Linked DNA regions of Mus musculus: region 2 is linked to region 1. Evidence: chromatin contacts called from public Hi-C data. All regions are on one chromosome and are shown on one strand. The core of a region is the stretch at or near the end of the contact, and the rest is flanking DNA. Distances in the headings are between cores, read along the strand shown. Region 1 overlaps Fras1 (Fraser extracellular matrix complex subunit 1). Region 2 overlaps Anxa3 (annexin A3).

Region 1 (7,532 bases), core at 3,256-5,755:
ACAAGGAGAGAGGCTTGGACAGGTGATCCCCTCACAGCAACCCAACCCTGACAACTCCTGCACCTTGAACTTCCAGCTTTCAAATGGGGAGAAACGAAGCTCTTGCTGTTTACCCTACCCAGTCTGTGACCTTACTAACCCAGGCACACTAATGTCTGCTTCCTCGGAAAGCCCAAGCTAGGAATAGGTGCATCTTGGAATGAAGAGCCCAGCGTTAGTAAAGCATGACTTCTGAGGAGTCCCTCTCAAAGGACCTCACTCTCTCACTGGGGATTCTCCATCCTCTGGCCTCAAGCTGGCTTCTGCCATGTGCCTGTTACAAATCCTGAAACACATATGAGCATATATGTCCCCACTTTCAAAATATAATCATTTTTGTCAAATCTATTATTCAATAAATATATTGGTTTAAGGGAGGGAGTTTTCTTCATATAAGTTTGTGTGTGTGTGTATAGAAACACAACACACACAGATAACACACACACACACACACACACACACACACATACCACAAAAGCCAGTAATCAGAACCTCAGAATGACATGCTATAGTTTGAGTCTTATCTTGGTTCGGATCTTTATCTGTGACAGAACACCATGACCTGAAGCAGCATGGTGAGGAAAGGTTTGGTTTTCACCTCGTAGATCACAGCACATTATCAAGAGAAGCCAGGGCAGGACCTTGGAGGTGGGGACTTAGCAGAGGCCATAGAGACACATGGCTTACTGGCTTGATCCTCATTGCTTCCTCAATTGGTTTTCTGATACTACCCAGGACCCCAGGACCCAAGATGGCACCAATCCTCAGAGAACTGGGCCTTCCCACATCTATTATATTAAACAAGAATATGATGCACAGGTTTGCCCCAGGCCAATCTAGTAGGGCATTTCCACAACCACGACTCTCTTCTCAAATGAATCTAGTTTGTTTTAAACAGACGGGAATTAACAAGGATAAGTGTGATTTCCTAAATGTTCACACATTGGAAGCTCGATCCTCCATGTAGTGGTATTAGAAAGTGGGGAACCTTTAAGAGCTGAATTCTGCTATGAGATTAGATTACTAGAGATGCAATGCTTGGTAGAGATTCATGCTGGTCTTATGGAATCAGCTTTTGTAAGAGCACATTGTTACAAAAAGAACGTGACTGGGCCCTCCTTGCTCTCTGGTCCCTGTCTCACCAACAGCCTCTCTGCCTTTCATGCATGCTCTTTACATTTTACCACCCACCATGCTGTGATTCTGTCAGTAAAGTCCTTGCCAAACTGAGGAGATAGAGTCACATAGTCTTGGATTTCTATTCTTCTAAACTGCAAGCTAATATACTACTAGCTTCAGTTACTTGTTAAAGTCTAACAGAAAGTGGATTAATATACGGTATTAAAAACAACCTTTGTGTGTGCGTGAGCTGTATGTGGGGCACAGAGATCAATGTGGTATATCTTCCTCAGTTGTTTTCAATTTTCAAAGAAAAATTATCTATTGCTATTTTATGCCTATGGATGTTTTGCCTGTATGCGACTGTGCACTACATGTGTACAGTTTCTCTGGAGGCCAAAAGAGGGCATCGGGTCCTTTGGACCTGGAATTAGGAATAGTTGTCAGCTGCCATGTGGGTACTGGGAACCAAACCCAGGTACTCTGGAACAACAGTGTGTCCTTTTAACTGCTGAGACATTTCTCCAGGCTCTTTTCATTTTTCAGAACAACGTTTCCCCCATGAACCTGAGGCTCACTGATTGGCCCTACTGTCTACGCGTCAAGTCGCAGGGATTTGCGTGTGTGCTTTCTGGGTGCTAAGGTTACAGATATGCACTACCATGCCCGGCTTTTCTGTAGGATCTGAGGATGTGAACTCAGGCCCTCGTGCTCAGTGCCTAGTGCCTCACTGAATCCTCTCCCCAGCTCACAAGTGGCTTTTAAAGGTAACTCATATTTGAGCTCCATCCCTCAGGGCCTTTAATCCTTGAGTCCAGGTAGGGGGTGGGTATCATTATTTTTAAACACATCCTCAGGACATTCAATCAGGGTAGAGAACCACTGATGTAACAGAAAAGTAGAGAGAAAACCACAAAGCCTACATCAAAATCTTTAATGTCTGCTTTCTGCTCTACATAAACCACAGAAGATAGGGGAAGTCATACAACATAGAGCTTTATTATATCTTCGTTTATGCTTTGACATTTCTAACACTGGAATGGTAAAGCCATGTCAGGGGAAGCCAAGGAAATGGTGGGTGGTGGGGTCACCTACTTGATTTTGTTTGTCTTGTATAGTGGTGGCCATGTCTGAACTCAGATGAAATATGTGATGTTTTTAATAAGAGAAATTGAGCAGGCATATTAATAAGAAAACTATTTGTAAGTGATAAATAAATTAAAAATAATCCCAATTGTGGTTAGTACCCTGCTCAGAGCACTGCCAACGGTCAGTTAGGCATGGACTGATGGGACACCTCAGTGCAGTTTTACTAGGCAAGAGACAGCTGCATAGAACAGCCTCTGTGCGACTATAAACTAATGAGGCATGAGGAACCCAAGTGGTCCAATCATACACGCACATACAACTGGGTTTAATTGACCCAGCTGTTGTCTTAGTGTAGGAGTCATCCTGACCTGAGACAGAACAGCGGAGCCTGCCCTGAGATCTTCTCTCTGTCATCTCCCCCATCACACTCATGGCCAGTGTGAGCTGTGTAAGCTACTGGGCTCTCATGATGTGGTCCATCTGCTCTGAAATCAGGTCGGGGTGATACTCTCTAGGCAAATTGCTACTTCAATGAACATGCTCAGAAATAAATGTAAAAGGCCAAGAGCTGAGCATGGTAATGACTTGAGGTGAGGAAATAGAAGAGATGTGTGTTTGAAAGTAGTTCATGGTTTTTGGAGGGAAGGGAGCTTTGATTGAGGCTCCATTGAGAAGCGAGGCTTTGGCAGCATGCACAGGGCAAAACCTAGCAAGTTATGACATGACTGTAGGAAATTAACTATTAGGACAGGAATTTTCCCATGGGCTCACAATAGCCAGAGGATTTCAATAAATGGATCTACCCTGCACCAAATAACACGTCAGCCTAAAAGGCCCATAGTGTTCTTGGTCATGAACAGTAGGCTTCACACAATCAGTAAATATACAAGGGCTGAGCCATTCAGCTGCTCGATTTAAGCTTTGAGAGCAAGGGGGTCTTTGAGGTAGGAAACCACACACGTTTCTAGAAGTCTTGGGGAATGAGTGTACGTACTCATGTGTGACTCAGAGGCTAAGTAGAACTAGGTTCTGTGAACAACAAGCCTCCTCAGTCAATGCTTCAGGCAGAATCAAGAAGCTTTGATGGTCACAGATGGTTAGACCTGTCCTTGGCTCCTCTGGAAGGTACCTCTGTGGACCAGAAGGCAAACTCCACCCCCGCAGAGCAAGATGTCATCATCTGGAAAGCTCATCTGATTCTCAGGTTGGGTATCTAGTGGCTCTGGCATGCAGCAAACGGCCATGCAATGCATATTGACATAAATGCTGTGACCCATCAGCAGATGGCCTTTTACTGGGCTCTTGAATGTCTTTAAGAATTCTCATAGTCTAAGGATAGTTTCTCATAGTTTAAGAATCCCTCATAGATTGAGGGATCTTTTTTTCTGGGTCTAGCCAAAAAAGCAATACCTTGCTTTAGTTCTGTTGTATTGCCATGTTGTGTTGGCAAGAGTAATCCAGCAGGATTCCCTAAAATATGCTAGAAACAGCAGTTATCCCTCAGTTCCTGACATCTTTGAAGGGGATTGAAATCATTAAGGGGTCAAGAGCTGCGTAGTCTGCCGTCTGATGGAGCTGTAACACTATCAACGTGTTCTAGGGAGAATAAAATTAAAATAAAGACAAGGATTTAGATTTGGGGCTGGATGTCATAGTCCCTCATTAATAGCAACAGAGGAGTTTTATACATAGTAATTATTTGGTTCAGGACAGATCCATTTCATTGTAAGACATATAACATGGCCTTCCGTCTCTGTCCTCTAAAGGCTTGTTTAGCTCCTCCTCATTCTCCCAGTATTTGAGTCCCGGTGACTACTGACTCCTCCTGACTATGGGTAAGCAGCTGGATGCCCAGGAAGAGGCTCCATTTGTCTCCATCTCTCAGCTGTGTGTGTCTGTCATCCCACAAAAGTGATGTTTGTCCACCCTGCAGTGCTTTTGAAACACACAGGTCTGTGGGATTTTGACCGCTGGCTCCCTTCCCTCTGCAGCAGGCTAGTTACAGTAGTCACCATGAACCAGAGACATCTCCTGCCCCAAACCTCTGGATTATTCGGTGACAGAAAATACATTTTTTGCTTAAGTCATCGAATTCTGGAATGTCTTTGTCCAAGTAGCTTAGCTTCTTTCCTAGTTGGTATCACTCTTGATTCTAATTTCCGAAGAAAAAAACAAAGTTATTAAGCATAGGGTAGGCAGGAAAGCCCATGGGGAGAGGATGGTCTTCTAACCCAAGCTCCCTGGGAACTGGACTCCCAGCCTTACCTCTTAGCAGTGGGAGGAGGCTCATGCCTACCTTCTGCACAGTTCACAAAGACATATGATGCCCTATAGCTCCCAGGGCAAAAGCAAGAGACTTCATGTAACTCTTTTGACTGTGTTAGGAGCACAGTCAGTTCTCCTCTGCTGACATCAAGATCTCATGGCAATCTGGTGATAAAGCCACTTCATGCAAACCAGCAAGAGGGGCTTGCACACTCTGGGAACCAGTGCTCACCTAAATGTACTTGTAATTTGCTCTCTGGAGAGCTGGCCCTGTCCTAACTCCAGATCCTGGTAGACTCAGGCTCACCTAGTGAGACAGATACTCTGGTTTAAGCAGTAGCTAGCTGTGCTGAGAGGGGATGAGGTAATCTACTTCTTCTACGGGAAGCTTAGGCTTCCAAAAAGAATCAAATGCACGATTCTCTAACTGGAGGACAGGGAGAGACCAGGGAATGAGGATCCTGGCTAAATGTGAAAACAGGAGGCTCTCGGTATACAGTGAGGGAGGGTTGCACATCCCTGCCCTTTTGATAGTGAAGAGGACTGGGGCTTGATATTCCCAGCCAGTACTCAGAGTTACTGGAAAGGGTAGATTAAGGTATGTTGGTGAGGCAAGAGAAGACATGGTCAGGAAGTTAAGTCTGCCTGGAACAAGCAGATAAAGCCAACTCCCCAAGTCAAATGGGAATCGGTCTGCCTCTGGAGGGTACCACCCCAGGAGGAGGCAAGAGCACAGCTATCTCCTGAAGCAAATATAGCCTGGCCTTTGCAGTCTGTGCAAGATTCAAAGTCAGAACTGTGAAAGAGAAAAGAGAATCTGTCCTGAGCCCTACCCCATAGGACTTGGAACCAGCCTGGGGTCAGAGGAGAGCAAGGGCTGGGACTGACCAGCAGGCAGGATGCCTGGCAGAGCACTGCAAGAAGCTTAGGGCTTTTAAAATCTGTTCACTTGCAGTCACCTAACACCACAGCCAAGAGCCTGCCTGCCCTTTCATCTTTGCAGCGATACAATCGGCAACCTGACAGAATTCTGGCAGAAGCAATTAGCTTATGAATTAGTTATTAAATATCTCATGCAGCCGAGGTATAGAGGTTGCTAATCTGCATACTTCCTGCAGGAATTTCAGGACAATAGGGAAGGGCGCCTGCTTTAATTTGCATGAGGAATCTTAGCCGGTTTGCTCATCTCTGTCTGGCTCTCCTACCATATATATCACATACCCTTTCCACCGGCACCTGGGACGAAGCAGCGGCTCCTCTCTCAGCCTGTCCCCTCTACCTTTTACACTGCCTCTTTGCTGAATCTTGAGTGATTTGCCTGGCTGAGCCGGGATATTGACAGTTGCATACTCCCCTGCCAAACCCATTTCCTTATTCATCAGACTCCTTCTCTGCCTTCAACTTTCCTCAAACGCCATCCTATTACTAGGGAGGCCTTTCCCGTTCCTTCCTGTGCCCTCTAAATACTCATTTTATCCCCAACAGCCCTAACGATCATCTGGTCATCTCTCTGTGACACAGATTCACTTGTTCGTCTGCTCACTGCGGGACTCTGAACAAGAAGGTGAGTTTGGAGGAGCCATTACGTCTCCTGATTCAATATGCTCTGAGTGGAATGAAGAATCTGTGATAGACGATCCAAAGCAATCTTAGAAGATATCTAAACCTTTCAGGTTGTCATTGCCTCTAAGAAGTGATGGCAAGTCCAGCTTTGGATTTACTCAGTGTCTCTCTGGCGCTCCTCACATCATACAGCTGCCAAATTCTACAGATTCTCCCCAGAAATGGCTCCCCTTGGCTCTCTTCCCATCTCCCAGCTCACAGAGTAAGACTTAAGGGGACCCAGTTGTCTCTCATATCCTTGCTTTGTTATTGTCTCAGCTGCCCTCCAGGTGCTGAGCTTTCTGCCAGTCCAGTGTGGATCCTCACCTCATTTCCCTCCCCCATTCCATTCCCTTAGATACTTCACCTCCTTCCCTGCTCAAAAGTCTACAGTGATTCTCTGTTATTTTTAGATTAAAGTGAGATTATTTATCTCAGCTTGGAGGACTCCCTATGTTGTCATAACTACCCACGAGTCTTAGCTTTTGCTCTTTTTAGAACACGTGACCCTGGTCCACTCAGCACCTGTTTATTCATGGTTTTTTTCATTTCAGAAAAGAACGCAGATTTAACTTCCCAGAACTCTGACTTCCAAAGGCATTCCTGAGCCCACCTCAACAGTGTCTTTTTACTCAGTGTAGACTTCCCTGTTTTTTAACTCTTTAACTCCAAGTCTACGCCAGTCTTCCTCGAGTTACCCGTATCTAGGGAGGCGCCTCATCCTGCTCAGTAGAGAAATCCAGGATGCAAGGGCGCATCTGTGCATCTTTGCTTCCTGAGGAGCGGCGGAGCTTCTCTAGAACACATTCTCATTCTGTTGAATTCAGGCTTTCTCCTCCGGTGCTGGGGGCTGAATTCCAGACTTCATGGATGCTAGGCACATACCGTTCCACTTACCTACACTCCCAGCTGAAGGGAATAGTTACCATAGGACATTACACTGTGCTCTGCAGTCACGGTAATGCCAAAGACCAGAGGGGTACAGGTTGCTCCAGAAGTGTTGACTTTCTGGTTATGGAGATAAAAGCGCTTATATGATATTATAATTTTGTGCGTGTGTGGATCTGGCGATCAGACCCAGGGTTTTACTCATATTAAGGTTTTACCCACTTCCTAGGAGTTATCTCCCTACTTCAAACTGCCATTTTTCTAATTTAGTTTTACCAGCTACAATAAAATACTTAATACATATAATAAACATAATATAATGGCATATAATTAGTGAGGCAAAAAATAAGTATCGGTTAAAACAGACTATATATATATATATATATATATATATATATATATATATATGCCAGGATGTAACAGTCCCCAGCACTTGCTTAGGGGAAGTGAACCTAGGGCTAGATGGAGCAAGAGAGGACCACGTACCTGGGGAGGCCACATGTTCCAGGTGGCCCAGCTGGGGCTGAGTG
Region 2 (7,532 bases), core at 2,616-5,115, 130 kb before region 1:
TTTCTTCCCTTTTTGCTTCATTTTATTTTGACATTTTCATTTTTCTTTCCTGCATTTTGCTTGCTTTGATTTTCATTTCCATGTTTTTAAATTAATTTTGGAGGGTTTTCGTTTGATTTTGTGTTATGAAAGAGAGAAAGAGAAAGACCATGAAGTTGAGTGCATAGGGAGGTGAGGGAGTTTGGGAAGAACTAAGGGAGGGAAATAATCAAAATATATTGTATGAAAAATTTTAATTAATTTTTATAAGAAACTTAGTAGCTGTAAGTACAAGTGTGAACCCCCAACCATGGCTTAAAATAACATTTATTAAGGGTTATGTTCTACTACTGTACTGAGCATCTTTTCATTTTATCTTCAAAACCTATTTTTATTACTTTTAATTATGCATATGTGTGGGGCAGTATTCACATAAATGCAGGTGCCCTCAAAGGCCAGCTCTTTCTACAATCTCCTGGAGCTGGAATTACAGGTAGTTATGTGTGGGTTCCCAGCTCCCAATTGGCCATTATGTGCTTGAAGTGTCAGGATTCGGACGAGCTGGGGAGCAGAGTCTCAGGTGGTAGTTAGTACAGTGGTTGTTTAACCAGGAGAGTGATAAGTGTGTATTCCCTTTTCTAAATGTGATTTCAGAGCAGCAGCAACCACTTCTTGGCAAATAGTGTGGCTGGTGGCCATCCCTTGGTGGAGGAGTCTTCATTCTGTAACAGTAATTTTAATATACATTATATATTTATATATAATTGTATTAATATTATCTTTATTTTTATTAATGTATGATTATAGAAATATAATATAAATTAATATAAATATATAAATAATATAAATACAAATAGTAAATTAGTATAAATAGTAAATATAAATTAATACAGTGGCTCTTTTTTCTTTATCCTAGCTAATTCCCCAGTAGTGACACAGAGAAACCAAGATTTATTTTCAAGCTTCACTGAAATACCTAGGCAGTCATTGATCCACCTCATTATTCTAAGGTAATCTGGCTACTTCCTGGCCAAAATCCCTGTAATAATTTCATGTAGGGCCTTTCATGCTCCAGCTAAAATCACCTCTCCTCCCTCCTTGTGGCTCAATCTGTCTTACTCTTCTCTCTCCCTCCCTCCTTCCCTCCCTCCCTCCCTCCCTCCCTCCCTCCCTCCCTCCTCTGGCTGGTGGGAGTTCCACCATATTCTATCTTCTGCCCAGCCACTGGGTAATCGCTTTTATTGACACGAATAAATGATAAACATTGTTTATACAAACTTGACATAGGAGATTCTTGACTTAAGTATTACAATGCCATGCCCAGATTGAAACAAGGGGACAGAGAAATCAGTATTTGAATAATACAAGGATAACTTTTACCCAGTGCACAGAAACATCGTGCCTACATCATTCATATCAGGAAGCTGAGCCAGAGTTGTTAATTTGGGGAACTGAAAATGTGAAATGTTGACAATCTTTGGGATGTACAGGGATAGAGAAGAAAACAATCTCTAATACCAATGGCCAATAGTAGAGTATTGGCCAGGATTGCAGAGACAAGGGAAAGACCCCTCCATGGGGATCCCCAAGTCTGCATAGTCATGTTGATGGCCCAAAGGTCTTGTAATAGCTCCCATCTCATAGAACTCTTTTTAATTGCAAAGATGGGGAAATTCCATCAGCCAAGGAAAGGATGGATATTGTAGTTGTTCTTTAATGAGCTGAGTAAGAACTTCTAATTTCTCCCTGGTAAAGGCCATTGTTCATCCCAGACAAGCTCATCTGAGACCCAGTTGAGGCAGGGAGTCTCAAATCTGACAGTGGCTCTTAGAATTCCCTGGAAGGATGTTTGTCATATTCCTCTATCTGGATGCATTCACTTTCCATGTTACTGATAAGGACCATATCTAAAGCTTCTCTCCCTAACACATTGGTGGCCATGTCTGAGATAAGAGGTCTGATAAGGCCAACACCACCATCTGGATCCTCCCCTTTGAAGGCCTCTTTTGTGGTGTATGCCTGGGAGGAGCCTCTTGTGCCCATTAGTTGTGCCCAGGGATCCATTCCCAATGCTGAGGGACATCAGATTGCTTCAAAATAATTCTATCTGCTCCGGTGTCAATTAGGCATTTAAATGGTTTTCTGCAATATTTATATTGAGTTTGGGGTGTGAGCCTTCCAAAATGTTAGTGACCCACAAGATTTTGTAGGTTTTTCCTTTTATTTTTGGGGTCGAAGATTTCCCCTTTTGGCATTTAAAGGATTGAGGGGCTAAACATCTTTATCATATGTAGAATGGCAATTCTTTCTCCAATGGAATCCTTTGTAAAAAAAAAAAAAAGATTTACTTATTTTATTTATATGAGTACACTGTAGCCATCTTCAGACACACACCAGAAGAGGGCATTGGATCCCATTACAGATGGTTGTGAGTTACCATGTGGTTGCTGGGAATTGAACTCAGAACCTCTGGAAGAGCAGTCAGTGCTCTTAACCACTGAGCCATCTCTCCAGTCCCCAGTGGAATTCTTTACAGCATCAGGGACACTTGGTTTTAGGAGGGGTGGTTTCCAAGCCCTTAGATGAGCCAGAGTTAGAATATTTGTCCTTCCAGAGTCTCGCCTTTCCAAATTTAAAACTTTTTTCCTTTTGTTTTAAAGGTCACCTCAGAGGCCTGGGTGAAGGGAGTAACTTTATGAGAAACCATCCTAATGTCTTGAGTGGTAACTATCCATTTATCATAACGTTCATTTTTCAACCCCTAACAAGCTAGCCAGTGTTGCAAGGCCATGCCTTTAACGATGGTTTCTCTAGCCACAGGGATCAGGAATTTTGTGTCCTAGGCTCATTTTTTGTTCGAAGAGCAAAGTCAGAGAAGGGTTCTTTGGGGTTTTGCTGGAGGAAGAGAAGCAAGAAATCTCCATTTCGGGATTCAGAAGTTGGGGGAGGGGAGGTTATGTGATCCCAGGCCTGAAGGACACAAAGGAGTACTTGATCAAAATTCCCTAGAGGTTGGGCAAACCTGCTGTGCTCCTGTGAAGATGTTACAGAAGGGCTTCCTTCTGGTGAGAAGCAGACTTTCCCATGACAGAAAAGAATGGAAGTGCTCAGTCAAATGGGGACGCTCTCCAAACTGCAAGAGTTCCAGGGAATTCCACTGAAACTGGGGTGTTAGCCTACCCACACATTTAAGAAAACTGCCGAGTATCCTAAAGACTTTTACCTGGTTGTTGCATTACCAGGTGCTTTCAGAGCTTTAGAGGGGTGATTTTTGCTGTCGCCGAAGGGTTGTCAGGGTCCGACCAGAGGACTAAGAGCCTTCAGTCAATTCAGGGGTGAGTGGGGGTAGACCCATTCAAACAATGATAGTTTTCACTTCAAAATTGGTGCTTGAAGGTGGGTCAAATCAAAGCAGAGGAGCAAGGAAGCAGATCCTCAAGGTAGGATGGCGAAGCAAGATGCGGAAGCCGCTGAGGGGAGGGGGACAGGGAGGGTACTCACTCTCTTCCACACATCCTGGAGTGTTCCTGTTCAGGCACCAGATGTAGGTCTCTTGCCCCCATCAGCTTTTGTGCACTGGCAGTCTCAGGATTTGGAGGCGTTCAGGAACAGGGTCTCAGGCAGCAATGAGTATGGTGGATATAAACCACCCGGGAGACTATTTCAGAGGACAGCTTGTTTATTGAAATAGAGGGGTCAGGTTATATAGCTTTAGGGGGAAGGACAAGGGAGGAAGTGTTGCAGAGGGGTGGAACCTTCCAATCTTATCAGCAAGATTAGCAGACTGCCCTTCACATAATTTCTCAGAAGCCAGTTCTCTAGTGGGAAAACAGAAGTTTAACTGGCATTATTATGAAGTGGCCTTTGTCTCTATGGAGTTAAGTAGGCCCAAGCCTGATTTGGGTAGGGAGCAGTCCTATTCCTGCTGTGCTCTCTCGGAGCTGTCTGGGGGTATAGGCAGTGTTCTACCACCCCTCATTTGGCTTGGGAACCCAGATTGATGGGCCGCCTAATATGGGTGCTAGGACTTTAATTCAGGTTCACTGGATGAGCAAGCATCCTTAACTGGTAAACCATCTCTCCATCCCCATGAACACACTTTTAAATATTTCATTTCATTATAAAACAATCTTGTTGTTATGCCCAGTTCTTGGGAACCCCCGGAGAACGCCAGGAATTGCAAGTCCAATGTAAAAACAAAGAGAGTCTTTATTTTATAAGTCAGACCCAGATAGAAAGACTTTCCCACTGTGCAGGTTAGGGATACAATGGCCGAACCAGGGGCTTGGTGTGTGTGTGTGTGTGTGTGTGTGTGTGTGTGTGTGTGTGTGTGTGTGTACATATATATGCCGGGAATCCCCAAACTTTGGGGTTCCATGACTGAGGAGGTGACAAGGGAAAAACCATCCTTCAAACCTGGTAACATTTGTTCAGACAGCAGGGCAGAACTGTGTAGCTGGAAGGGGACCTTCCTGACCTGGGAAGTAACTTTGTGGTGCTATCGGGAGCTAGTGTATTTTTACAAAGTGGTCACAGCTGTCTGGGAACACTTAATTGCCCTTGTGTCTTGGTCCAAGCGCAGGCCTCTTATCATTTCAAGGATGTTTAGTCCTTGTTTTCTTCAAGGACAGGAGCGATCTGCACTGGAAAAATGTTGGTTATCTATCAAGGAGAGTGTTAGCCTTGGTGACAGGGAGGCTAAGGTATGCTGTTTTCTGTCTGTCCCCAAAACTGGCATCTGCTGCTCCCCCCCCAGTGGGGGGGGGGGGCAGGGGGATGTTAGGGGGAAGGGAGTGCCACCATGAAAAGGGGAATTGCAATATTCTGGTGCCCTCTCTGTTTGTCCTCCTCAAAGGCCTGAGGCATCTATGCTTGAAAAGGTGGGAAGGGGAGCTCTAACTGCACTAGCAGTTAGGTAAAGTGCAGAGGCAGGTGTCCTTGTGTCTCTTTATTGTGGGTGTCAGGCCCAAGCATTCCTCAGGAGCCTGTCAGAAAGGGCCACTTCCCTTGGTTTATACCTCTGGTTACATATCAAAAGCCCACATTTGCCTTGAGGCTCCTTTGGTCCCTATTCACTTGTACCTGTTATGCATTTCAAAGCCCACACCAGCATCTTGGCCCTTCAAACCTCCTCCTCTGCTCTGAACATCCAGGCTGTTTCAGTTCACAGATTCCTTCCCCTAGGCTACTTGTGCTCTTTGTAACCCACACTATTTTTCATGCCCACTTCTCTAGCTCTGGCCATGGTCAGTCCTTCCTCTTATTCTCTCTGCTCTGGACTCGTACAGGTGCTTCTGACTGTTATCTCTCTTTTAGTGTTAATAAAAACCTCCCCATTCGTGGAGTGATCATCTCAGTGATTTCTTGATTGTGTGCTGAAATCTGGGGTGGGGGTGGGGGCATGTAAGCAAAGGCACAGAGAGCTGACAAACTGACTGATCCATGGGTGGAAAGTTTTTATAGATTTTTTTTTATACTTTTGTAGATATGAGAGAGAGAATATCCAGAGCCTTTGTGAACTTCCAAAATAGCCATGGTCTCTGGGGCAATAGTCTCTGGGGCAGAGAGGAGAAGGGCAGACTGTCAAAGGCCAGGACTACTGCTCTTGGGAGCTGAGAGAGGAGAGGGAGCAGAGAGAGGAGAGGGAGCAGGAGCAGGAGCAGGAGCAGGAGCAGGAGGAGGAGGAGCAGGAGCAGGAGCAGGAGGAGGAGCAGGAGCAGGAGCAGGGGCAGGGGCAGGGGCAGGGGCAGGGGCAGGGGCAGGGGCAGGGGCAGGGGCAGGAGGAAGAGGAGGAGCAGGAGCAGGGGCAGGGGCAGGAGGAAGAGGAGGAGCAGGAGCAGGGGCAGGGGCAGGGGCAGGAGGAGGAGGAGCAGCAGGAGCAGGAGCAGGAGCAGGAGCAGGAGGAGGAGGAGGAGCAGGAGCAGGAGGAGGAGCAGGACCAGGAGGAGGAGGAGGAGCAGGAGGAGGAGCAGGAGGAGGAGGAGGAGGAGGACCAGGAGCAGGAGGAGGAGGAGGAGCAGGAGCACGAGGAGGAGAAGAAGGAGGAGGAGGAGCAGGAATAGGAGGAGGAGCAGGAGGAGGAGGAGCAGGAGCAGGAGGAGGAGCAGGAGGAGGAGGAGGAGCAGGAGCAGGAGGAGGAGCAGGAGGAGGAGGAGCAGGAGCAGGAGGAGGAGCAGGAGCAGGAGCAGGAGCAGGAGGAGGAGCAGGAGCAGGAGGAGGAGGAGGAGCAGGAGCAGGAGGAGGAGCAGGAGGAGGAGGAGCAGGAGCAGGAGCAGGAGCAGGAGGAGGAGCAGGAGGAGGAGGAGCAGGAGCAGGAGTAGGAGTAGGAGCAGGAGCAGGAGGAGGAGTAGGAGCAGGAGGAGGAGCAGGAGCAGGAGCAGGAGGAGGAGCAGGAGCAGGAGCAGGAGGAGGAGCAGGAGCAGGAGGAGGAGCAGGAGGAGGAGGAGCAGGAGCAGGAGCAGGAGGAGGAGCAGGAGCAGGAGGAGGAGTAGGAGCAGGAGGAGGAGCAGGAGCAGGAGCAGGAGGAGGAGCAGGAGCAGGAGCAGGAGGAGGAGCAGGAGGAGGAGCAGGAGCAGGAGCAGGAGGAGGAGGAGGAGCAGGAGCAGGAGCAGGAGCAGGAGCAGGAGCAGGAGCAGGAGCAGGAGCAGGAGCAGGAGCAGGAGCAGGAGCAGGAGCAGGAGCAGGAAAACCTTTTATGGGTTAGGCAGAAAAACAGTAGTTGCAGGTGGGGAAGGGAACCCTCTGAACTGGAGCAGCCTGGAACGAACTGGGGAAGTCTGGAGGTTAGCATGCACCATGGGTACATATTAACAATCAGCCTAATGCCTCATCCGCCAGAGGAAGGAGAGATACAGAAGTGGCTCTTCCTGGCAGACAGAAATCCTGTGGAATAGTGGAAGTATCTGCCAGCAGTCCTTTTGTTGTTGTTTTTTCCCTGCCAGATTCTAGCACCTGCTGAACATCAATAAGGACAGCACTACCTCATTTCCCTAACATAAATTCACCAGGCACCATTCTCCTTCTCGGAGCCCAAGCCTCAACTGCAATAAACTGTTAATGGACTTGTTTATATCTCCTGCACCTACACAAGGATGGCTCAAACTATTGATCCTCCGGTCTCCACCTCCTAAATGTTGGGCTTGTAGGTGAGCAGCACCATGACATTTTATGACTAGCTTTTTAGACCACACTAATCAAGTAACAGAAGCACCCAGAGCATTTACAACAAATGTATTTTGAAATATTTGTTGGCACCAGGCAACATACAGTATTAGTAGATACTGAAAACAAATACACAAATTACAATTAGGAAAGGCAGCCATCTTTAGTATCCTGATTTATGTTTAATGGTTTTGAACTACACAGATTCCAACTTCCTAAGCCAAACAGAAAATCATTAGTAGGTCTTTAATTCTAGATTGAATTTCCCTTATCATGAATGAGATGGTCTGAAATAAAATCAAGTTCATTTTTGCCATTGCACTGAACGATGCCAATGCCTATCAGGCAGACAGGTTCTGTCTTGCATTTGCTTGCACTTTAGAGTGCTGCAT

What was found. A called contact is a pair of places that touch in the nucleus more often than the background predicts.
Region 2: a contact with region 1 is called in a Hi-C map of the G1E-ER4 cell line, with 1.7 times the contacts expected there. The contact joins two enhancer-like sites. A contact is called at or near these places in 2 of 484 Hi-C or Micro-C datasets (both in the G1E-ER4 cell line) and 1 of 9 other capture datasets (adipose tissue).

Annotation. Positions count from the first base shown.
Region 1 is chr5:96,714,489-96,722,020 of GRCm38.p6, reverse strand. Fras1 (Fraser extracellular matrix complex subunit 1) reads right to left here. Exons shown (of 74, transcript NM_175473.3): 47 at 7,489-7,532. Among named protein-coding and RNA genes, the nearest start is that of Gm52781, 11 kb to the right of the region's middle. Within about 2 kb of position 4,505, at least 5 of the 459 cell types and tissues checked have an H3K27ac peak or open chromatin away from gene starts, as enhancers often do. A contact at or near this core is called in the G1E-ER4 cell line, where this site is marked.
Region 2 is chr5:96,845,629-96,853,160 of GRCm38.p6, reverse strand. Anxa3 (annexin A3) reads right to left here. Exons shown (of 13, transcript NM_013470.2): 13 at 7,193-7,532. Among named protein-coding and RNA genes, the nearest start is that of Gm33100, 30 kb to the left of the region's middle. Within about 2 kb of position 3,865, at least 11 of the 459 cell types and tissues checked have an H3K27ac peak or open chromatin away from gene starts, as enhancers often do. A contact at or near this core is called in the G1E-ER4 cell line, where this site is marked.